Regions from separate parts of the Mus musculus genome. Here regions 2 and 3 are each linked to region 1. Evidence: chromatin contacts called from public Hi-C data. All regions are on one chromosome and are shown on one strand. The core of a region is the stretch at or near the end of the contact, and the rest is flanking DNA. Distances in the headings are between cores, read along the strand shown. Region 1 overlaps Lrrc7 (leucine rich repeat containing 7). Region 2 overlaps Gm20752 (predicted gene, 20752). Region 3 has its middle 45 kb from the start of Gm20752.

What was found. Hi-C and Micro-C count contacts between places; a contact is called where the count stands out from the background.
Region 2: a contact with region 1 is called in a Hi-C map of cortical neurons, with 2.4 times the contacts expected there. The contact joins two enhancer-like sites. A contact is called at or near these places in 4 of 484 Hi-C or Micro-C datasets (cerebral cortex, cortical neurons and embryonic fibroblasts).
Region 3: a contact with region 1 is called in a Hi-C map of cortical neurons, with 1.7 times the contacts expected there. The contact joins two enhancer-like sites. A contact is called at or near these places in 4 of 484 Hi-C or Micro-C datasets (cerebral cortex, cortical neurons and forebrain) and 1 of 115 datasets of contacts at active chromatin or transcription factors (neural progenitor cells).

Annotation. Positions count from the first base shown.
Region 1 is chr3:158,201,460-158,204,321 of GRCm38.p6, forward strand. Lrrc7 (leucine rich repeat containing 7) reads right to left here. Exons shown (of 28, transcript NM_001081358.3): 11 at 891-1,035. Among named protein-coding and RNA genes, the nearest start is that of Lrrc40, 170 kb to the left of the region's middle. Within about 2 kb of position 1,407, at least 4 of the 459 cell types and tissues checked have an H3K27ac peak or open chromatin away from gene starts, as enhancers often do. A contact at or near this core is called in cortical neurons, where this site is marked.
Region 2 is chr3:159,142,645-159,145,506 of GRCm38.p6, forward strand. All of the region lies in intron 2 of Gm20752 (predicted gene, 20752), which reads left to right. Among named protein-coding and RNA genes, the nearest start is that of Gm20752, 68 kb to the left of the region's middle. Within about 2 kb of position 1,432, at least 5 of the 459 cell types and tissues checked have an H3K27ac peak or open chromatin away from gene starts, as enhancers often do. A contact at or near this core is called in cortical neurons, where this site is marked.
Region 3 is chr3:159,030,422-159,033,283 of GRCm38.p6, forward strand. No RefSeq gene overlaps it. Among named protein-coding and RNA genes, the nearest start is that of Gm20752, 45 kb to the right of the region's middle. Within about 2 kb of position 1,355, at least 31 of the 459 cell types and tissues checked have an H3K27ac peak or open chromatin away from gene starts, as enhancers often do. A contact at or near this core is called in cortical neurons, where this site is marked.

The DNA.
Region 1 (2,862 bases), core at 157-2,656:
TGAAGATTTCTGTTACATCTGACAGTTGGAGAAACACTTTTGGAAATGTGTTGATTATGTAAATAAAAAGCCAGCCAATTTATGAGAAAAACTAAACTATGTGATTTTGTTAAAACCAGTGCTCTCCATCAGCCTGAAGGATCAGTTAAAGTGGTGATAAAATATTAAAGGGAACTGGAAAACTGCCCTGTCATCAAGTTTCCCTCCCACTGGGCTACTTAGCCTTTAACTTCCAGAAACGTTAGCAAGTTGCTAAATACAATGGCACATCTACTGCAAATAGGTTCAAATCCCCATTTCAAAGTTATGAGAATTGACGTTTATTCTCCTACCTGAGACATCTCAAAAATAATAGGAAGAATATAAAAGAATATTATTACCCAGTCCTTTATAACTTTACTCATAAAATTCATAAAATGCATAAAATTCCCTAGTGTGCAAGCTATACTTACAATTATTCCTACTGACAAGCATCTTACAACATATTAAGGACAACGCGTCTTTTAAAAATAATGGAATTAAGAATCTAATTTATATTCACACATTTTTGTGTTACTTACCTGTCATTCCAATGTTAAAATGCACCCACTATCACCAAATAACTCTAAATCGAAATTCTTACTTCTCATGACAACACTGTGCAATTCAGGACATTTGATAATTTAAGGGTATATACCAATTTACTAGGAAGAGAGCTGGATATGGTAGCTAAAGTTAACTGTTCATTTTAAGGAATTCATAATATGTTGTTTTATGATCTTGCATGGTAAATTTGCTAGTTCATTAATGTTAGACTAGTAGTATATTACCTACATGCATAAACAAGTTATACTGCCAAAAAAACCTGTACACTTGACATAATTACTCATGACAAAATGTTACATCCTCACCTATTGAGTCAGGCAGCTGTTGCAACATATTGGATGATAGTAAGAGGTCCTCGAGGGCTTCACATCCAGAAATATCCATATCAACCGTTTCTATCCTGTTTTTTGACATATCCAGGTATACCAACATCTTTAACTTCCCTATAGACTTGAAGACAGTGCATAAACTCAGGGTTAGTTGGGGGAACTTTCATAAGGCTCTTGAAGTTGTGAAAACCACAATGTTGTGAAATTAATTTTAACACCACCGCCACAGCAATAGGAAGCATATGGAAGCACTGGTCAAATGTACACTGGTTGGAAATGGATACAAGTGTATCCAATTGGAAACACAGAATCCTTACATGATCTACATACCTCTAGACCTATTCTGCAGAATAAAGCCACACATGTACCCAAATGATTATGGATACATTATTCACAGCAGCTAATCCTGCCTCAATGACTGCATAGGAAGGCAAAAGTGGCCTGCCCACATAATGGATGTTCTTTGGCAGTAGCAGTGAGTGAAGTGTTGAAATGTGCTTCAAAATAGATGAACTTTGAAAGGTGCAAGTCACAAAAAACCCACACAGCATAGATTACACTCATATGCAATCTCCAAAACTGGTAAATGTATAGACAGAAAGTAGAGAAGATTGCCAAAGATTTAGGATTTCTTTTAAGGGTGATGGGAATGTTCTAAAGTTAGGTTATGATGATGTTTATAGAACATTGTGAGTCTGCTAAAAAATCCGCCGAGTTGTAAATGCCTGTGAATTATATCTCACAGCAGTGGTTATAGATAAATTTTGAGTCAACGCAGCAGTCAGAGCACCACAGTTCTCAAAGTTGCCAATGGGGCACTGAGCATTGCATATTATTCTTATGGTTGAGATGCCTCAGAGAGATTTAGAATTGTAATCCGAACTTTATTCTGCTAATTAGAGTATGGGAGGCAAGGAGGTCTTTGAATTCACAGATAAGGACTAGGGGAACCTGGAATTTTAAATACACAGGGTTGTTCCTTCAAAGAAAGGAATACATAGCTTGTCATCTACCCAGAAGTCTGGGAAAAGATATTAATAGCCTGCTTACCTTTGTGAGATCTTTGTGGGTAAGATTACACTGGACCCTCCCTCAGACCTTTATCATAAGTTTGTTTTTCTCAGTCAGTCTACAGAATCCATCTGTATGGAAGGTGTCAACTTTACAAAAAGTTTTGATGTAGTATATCTGATCTTCATTTAATTTACTTTGTTCTTCAAAGAGATTTATGTTTGCTTTATTGTGCACATGGGACTGAGTTAATTATCACCTGGGAAGTTTTCACCAAATTGTGTGTTGCTTAAATATACCTAAAATAAGCTACTCAGGGTCAGACTCCAAAGTTTGAATCAACTTTATATACTTATTCATGCTGAACTGAACTGCTTTCTTGCCTCCCACAGATCATTACTCTGCTGGCCATGGTGGTCACAGAGACCCCTGTATTAGAGTTTCAACATTCTGCTCTTTCACTATCCATTTTTGAGACTCCCTATTATATGCTGCTATCTGTGTTATGAATTGCAGACAACATCAGGGCCAGGCAGCTATCTGGGAAGACATAGATAAAGACAAAGGCATTTTAAAATTTAAAATTTAAAATTTTGAAATGAACTGTCATTGTGAAGTACAGGCTGGTCTTCAACTTAAAACATTCCTTCTTCCAAGGACTTTAATCATAACTACTCAACACCATAATTGTCAAAACAAGGTTTTTATCTCTAGGGAAGTTTTTACATTAGTGAGGACAACATCCAAAGAAACAATTAAAAATACTCTTTATAGGTACATGAAAATTCATATGGGAAATATCACAGAAGAAAGGAGAAAAAAACCAAGACTGTCCAACAGTTGTTATTTGTCAAGAAAGAGGAAAGTCAAAGGTCTCGAGATAGTTCAGTAAGTAAAGGGCCTGCTGCAAAACCCTGAAGACTCCAGTTTAATCCCT
Region 2 (2,862 bases), core at 182-2,681, 940 kb after region 1:
CTTTATGGTCTCTACCTGTTTGATTGTATTTTCCTGTTTTTCTTTAAGGGATTTATTCATTTTCTACATAAAGGCCATTATGATCTTCATAAGAATAGATTGAAGGGCAGCTTATTGTGCTTGAAGTGTTTTAGGGCATGCAGGTCTTGCTGTAGTAGAATGGCTGGGTTTCAGTTATATCATATTGTCCTGACTTTTGTTGATTTTGTTCTTACATTGGCCTTTTGTCATCTGGTTATCCCTAGGGTTGTCAGGCCTTGTAGTCCCTGATAGCAGCAGTCCTCTGGGATTGAAGGTAGACCTTGTCCTGTGTGGCAGTAGACCTCCAGGAATGCAGGCAGAGCTGATGTTCCCTGTTCTCACATTGGCCTTTTGCCATCTGGTTGTCCCTAGAGATAGTAGTCCCTTATGGCTGCAGGTCTCTGGGATTGCAGGTAGAGGTTTGCACCAGAAGATGAAACCTAGAGAAGACAGGGCAGACCTCAAGGATGCTGGGCTTGCTGGGAAACACACCTGGCAGGGGCTTTGGTGGTGTGGGATCCCATCTGGTTCCTCTTGGTGACAGTGGGTCTCCAAAGATGCAAGTAAAGCTTGGCCCAGGAAATGGAGAGGGAACAGGTGTCCCTCAATCTGATGCTGTTGAGCTTGCCTGAAAGGTCTAGAGAGTTGTCTTTATTCTTTCTGACCATTTTCTGGAGAAAAATAACTTACTATTTTTTTAATTGAAAATGTGACTGGATAAGTTCAATGTTATGTTAATCTATTTTTTTTGCCTATTTTTTCTCTTGATATTCTATGTTCATTATCTCTCACCTGACAATAGGAGAAACTGTGCAAACTTAATATACATTTTTCATAACAGCTCTGTGGATTTGCAACTTAAAAACCACAATGTTTCAGTTATCTCTGTGTAATCATAAAGTGTTAATATTGTATCTTCAAAGTAAAATACATAAATGTTTGATGTAATTGAGTAGCAAACTATGCCTCCTCTGAAAATCTGAGAACAAATAGCATAAAACTCTAAGACACAAATGGAGGCTGGGGGTAAAGAAGGGAAATGATCTTGAGTAGGAAGAAAAGCTCTTGAATTTTCTACTGGATTTTGCAGAGGAAGAGAACTTCACACTATGCCCTTTTGTTGCCTGTGGTGACCATCAAAGTATCAGCAACACAGTTTCCACAAAGCATGCCTCTAAATAGTTCTGCAGTTGTTGCCACCTCTGGTGAGAGGAAAGGATTGCTGTATTCTCTGTTCTAATTCAATTCTGTAAGTATTGATTGAGCTCCTGACATGTGTTCAGCCACGGTTGACCTGACTTGAAGCTGTAGCGTCTGGCTGCCTATATTTACTGCTATAGATAGAGCAGGCAAGCTTTAATCCTGCATAGCTGCCTCCCTGATCCTCCTCTTTTCTGCAGCACATGAAACTCTGTTCTGTTTCCCAAAGCTGTATAATGCATTCTCCTAGAAGATATATTTAATGAGTGAATTTCTCAAAGGTGCTTCCATGTTGGGAAATACTGCCATCTGTATGTCTATTAGAGATTTTTTTTTCACTTTGCTTAGTGCAAAGACTAAGACCACTTTCAACAATGGGATCTTCTTAGTTTTATGATGTTTTCCATGATTATTTGGCCACAAATTTTTTCTGCTTCTTCTTAGTTTCCTTTTATTCTTATATTTTATTTTGTTTTCTTTTAGTATTTTATTTTTGAGGTAGGATCTTATTCTGTAGTCCTTCCTGGTCTCAATTACTGGGAATAAAGGCATATGCTATCACATCTGGCTTCCTTTAGATTTAAATGGTGATCCAGACTTTGAGCTACAGTTGGGTAGACAAAAATTCAATTATACAGGAGGTAGAACTGGCACTTCTCCTTATCCCTGTTATCTATCACAATGTAACAATGGACAAACTATTTTACTATCAATGTGGAAAATAAAATACATTCTATAAAGTTTCGACCTTCAGTAGAAGTGAAATTGGTGAGGTCATTATTACCAAACAGGAAGTCTAAAGTTGACCATTCTTGCCCAATCATTTACATCAACATTGCTCAGAGAACCATTTTATTTAAAGACAGTCCTAGATATTCATATAATCCTGAGATGGTAAAGATCCCTTTTATTGGAATGACCACACTGACCTCATCCTATGGAAATCTGATTTTCTTATCTGTCTGAAGACTTCAAGAAGCTTCTGAAAAGATAATCTCTTGAAGCCTAGCATTTCAAGTTCCAGGGTACTTTCTCTTTACTGAGTTCTCCTGTCATATCACATATTGAATGCCTAGCAAGTTATGCAAATTTTTATAGATCTCACTAAAGATGATGCATCTTCTAGATTTGATTATGATCTTATTAGTTAAAAAATTCATACGCGCTATTTAGCATACTGTTTGGAAGAACTACAAAGATGACTGTTGAATGATTGCAGGCTTCCCTTTACTTGATTATTTTTATCCATTGGGGCAATATGGGGTAGTAGAACCTGCTTATTTTGGGAAGGAACCTTGAGGACATGAGACAAGCAGAATCTGGCAAGGTTCAAAACTGTCAGAAAGAAGTCATTTGGAGAAGTGCAAGGTAGCTCTTTTAGAGAAATGAATCAGTGTACCTGGGAATGAAGGGTGAATAACAAATTCTATACACTGGTGCAGCAGAATACATATTGCCTCAAGAGGTATCCTATGTGGCTGCAGATCCATGGAATTGTGGGAGATGGAGCACAGAGCAAGAGCTGGGTTGAGACATGTCTAAACTTTGGGGTCAGGAGGAGTAGGACTGGTATACCTCCTACCCCAGGCCTGCATATCCCAGCACTGTGCTCCCACATTTAGGAGGTCACATAGCCCAGTA
Region 3 (2,862 bases), core at 105-2,604, 830 kb after region 1:
ACGTCTTAATGGTAAGAAATCTTAGGAATTATACTTTTGTATATACATATTTAATTTAAAAGTGTATAATATCATACTTGTCTACAAAGTTCTGTGATAACATGCCACATTCATCCTCCACTGCCCTCTAATTCTGTCTCCTTCCTACCTATTCCTCTTCTTTTCCCAATATTTCCCCTCTACTATTTATGCCCTTCTTTTCCTTTCTCTTTTCTCCTATTTTAGAATTCATCATTGAAGCAAAAAAACTGAACAATGGGAAGAATAAAGTGCGGCTTACGGGTCTCTTTTCTGCAGCTTGGATACTCAAAAAATGTGGTCCACTCTCAATAGTTTCTTCTCCTACCTCTTTTGTGCCTGGGTGTGATTTCTGTCTTTGCAAGCAAGCTAGAAATAGCCTCAGCTGTGCATGTGCTTGTGGGGGTGGAGAGAGAAAGAAGTGATGTGGAATAAAAAGCAATGGAGGCAGATGGGAGCAAATCGCCCCCACAATTCCTTGGGCTTAGAAGGTTGTACCAGGCACTGTAGATCTTGTGCTGACCATTTCAGTCTCCCCAATTCTGCTCATCATCTTGTAATTCACTGCCACAATCTCTACCCTTTTTTGAAAGCAAGTAGGAAACTGTTTTGGAGGAACTCTCATAGACATGGTGAGTGCTGTAAAGCACAATACCTACTGTAATTTCTCATATGCTGGTGATCTCCAGAAAAGCTCTTGATAAGTCAGCAACTTGTTCACATAGAAATCAGATTCATCATCAAGAAAATACATGGGATGTAATGAACACTGTTCATTGCTGTCAATGCTAAAAGCAGCGTCTCTGAAAGTGTCTCCCTCCCTCCCCACCCTTTTTCTTCCTTTCTTTTCTTTCTCTCCCCTTCATTTCTCCAGATCTCTCTTTATTTTCTTTCTTTCCTTTCTTCTCCCAACCTTCCCTCCCAACTCTCTCCTTCCCACTCTTTATTCCTTTATCTCTTCCTCCCTACTTCACTACTCCATTGGAAAGGCATTTCCCCACCTCCCTAGGGTCTTTTTCTCTGTAATTTTAGACTTTAATTTTTCTAGGATTGGATTGTTAACCATAAAGCACTATTTTTAAAATACTTTTCATCCTTAAGCATTCCATCTGAGTGAGTATAGGTGTGTGCATAGAAACCAAGAGTTTACCCCAGAACTTAAGGAGAGATGATCAGGAAGGTAATCTTACGACCACCACTGGTATCTGCTGTTTTAGAATTAAATTCCATTCAAAATACTGAACCTTGTGTAGGTGGAAAATGGATTGGGCAGCCAAAAGATTGAGTGACTCAGACACAGCAGCCAACTGTGAGGAATGGTTACCAAGCAACTGTCTCAAAGGCTTCCTGGCAGTTCCCTAGAGGATGCTTCCCTAGAGGATGCTGCCCCCTTTCTAGAGAACCCTTCTTTGCTCAAGCTGTAGTTTTTGACTGCAATGTATTTTTCCTTTTGTTTACTCAACCTGTATCCTCTGCCTATGACGCTCTAAGACTGCCTTGCCCTGATACATTCTGCACACGATGATGTTAGCCTCCTCTAAGTTCCAAAATTTCATCTACATTGTTTCATCATAAACTGTACCTAACCTATGCTAAAATCTCTTGATCACTTGAAGTAATTTTATATTTTAGATTCTCTCTAGAATCTAGAGTGTATTTTTATCACACTTATTTTTTAGTTATTTAGTATAACAATAAATCATGACTCATAGTTGAACTTGAACCATCTTATGTAAGTTTTGTTATATTACTTTAGATATGGCTATATGGTGTTAAAACAAAATAATCTGCAATAGAAAATTCTTGCTATTCATCACCTACCTCTCCTACCCTACCACCATTAAATCATGAAATTGGTGATGGGAGTCTCTTTAGTTTACACACTTATCACCTGGGATGGAAGGATCACTTGAGTCCTCAAGTTTGAGAAAACCCTGGAAAACAGAAAAATCCTTACCTCAAGAAACCAAAAACAAACAAATGAACAAAATCAATCAACCAACCAACCAAACCAATCAACCAATCAAACACATAAACAAACAAACAAACAAAAAACCCTGCATTTTCTTTCTAGCCTTTCTTATAATCTATTACTTCTTTGAGCAAATCAACACAAAAAATAATTGTGTAGCTATTTCTCAAATCACAAATTGGCCTTCATGTCACTAAATAGTGAATTAGCCTATAATGGGAAGAAGTAAAAATTTTTAAAAATATTTGTTTTGCTATGTATGATTTTTTTTTTCTAAAGTGCTATAATCTTAGAAAAACTGTAGGTGTGTTCAAAGACTAAAGCTAGTGAGTAACATCTTTTGGAGACAGAAGCACCCCAATCATTCTCTAGTTTGTGTTCTGCTTGGGTTTATGTGCCCATCATTTCTCTACTCAGCAGGTGCCAAGATAATGAGATCCATATGGAACAAATTACTCAGGGGTAATGGGATCTAGTTCTGACAGGAAGAGTTCAGGACACAGAACAGTGCTTTTACTGTGGGAAGAGGCATCGCATCAAGGTCTCATGTAGTCATAGCTTCAATCTCCTTAAAGTGAGAATGACTTTGAACTCCTCTTTCTTTCTCAACTCAAAAATGCTATGATCACAGCAACGTGCCACTATAGTGGCTCTCCTGAGAGTTTATTCTCAGGGCCCAGCCATTTGGTGACTCATTTTAAAACAAAATAAAACATCAAAACAAAACAAAAAGCATATCTCTTAAAGGTATCTTCTGAAGTACATCTAAAAATAAGCAAAAAGTAAATTAATAAATGACAATTTAAAGGATGTATTACTACTTCTAATGAAATATATTCTACTTGAGATTCCCTTTAAGTCCTTTTTGAGGA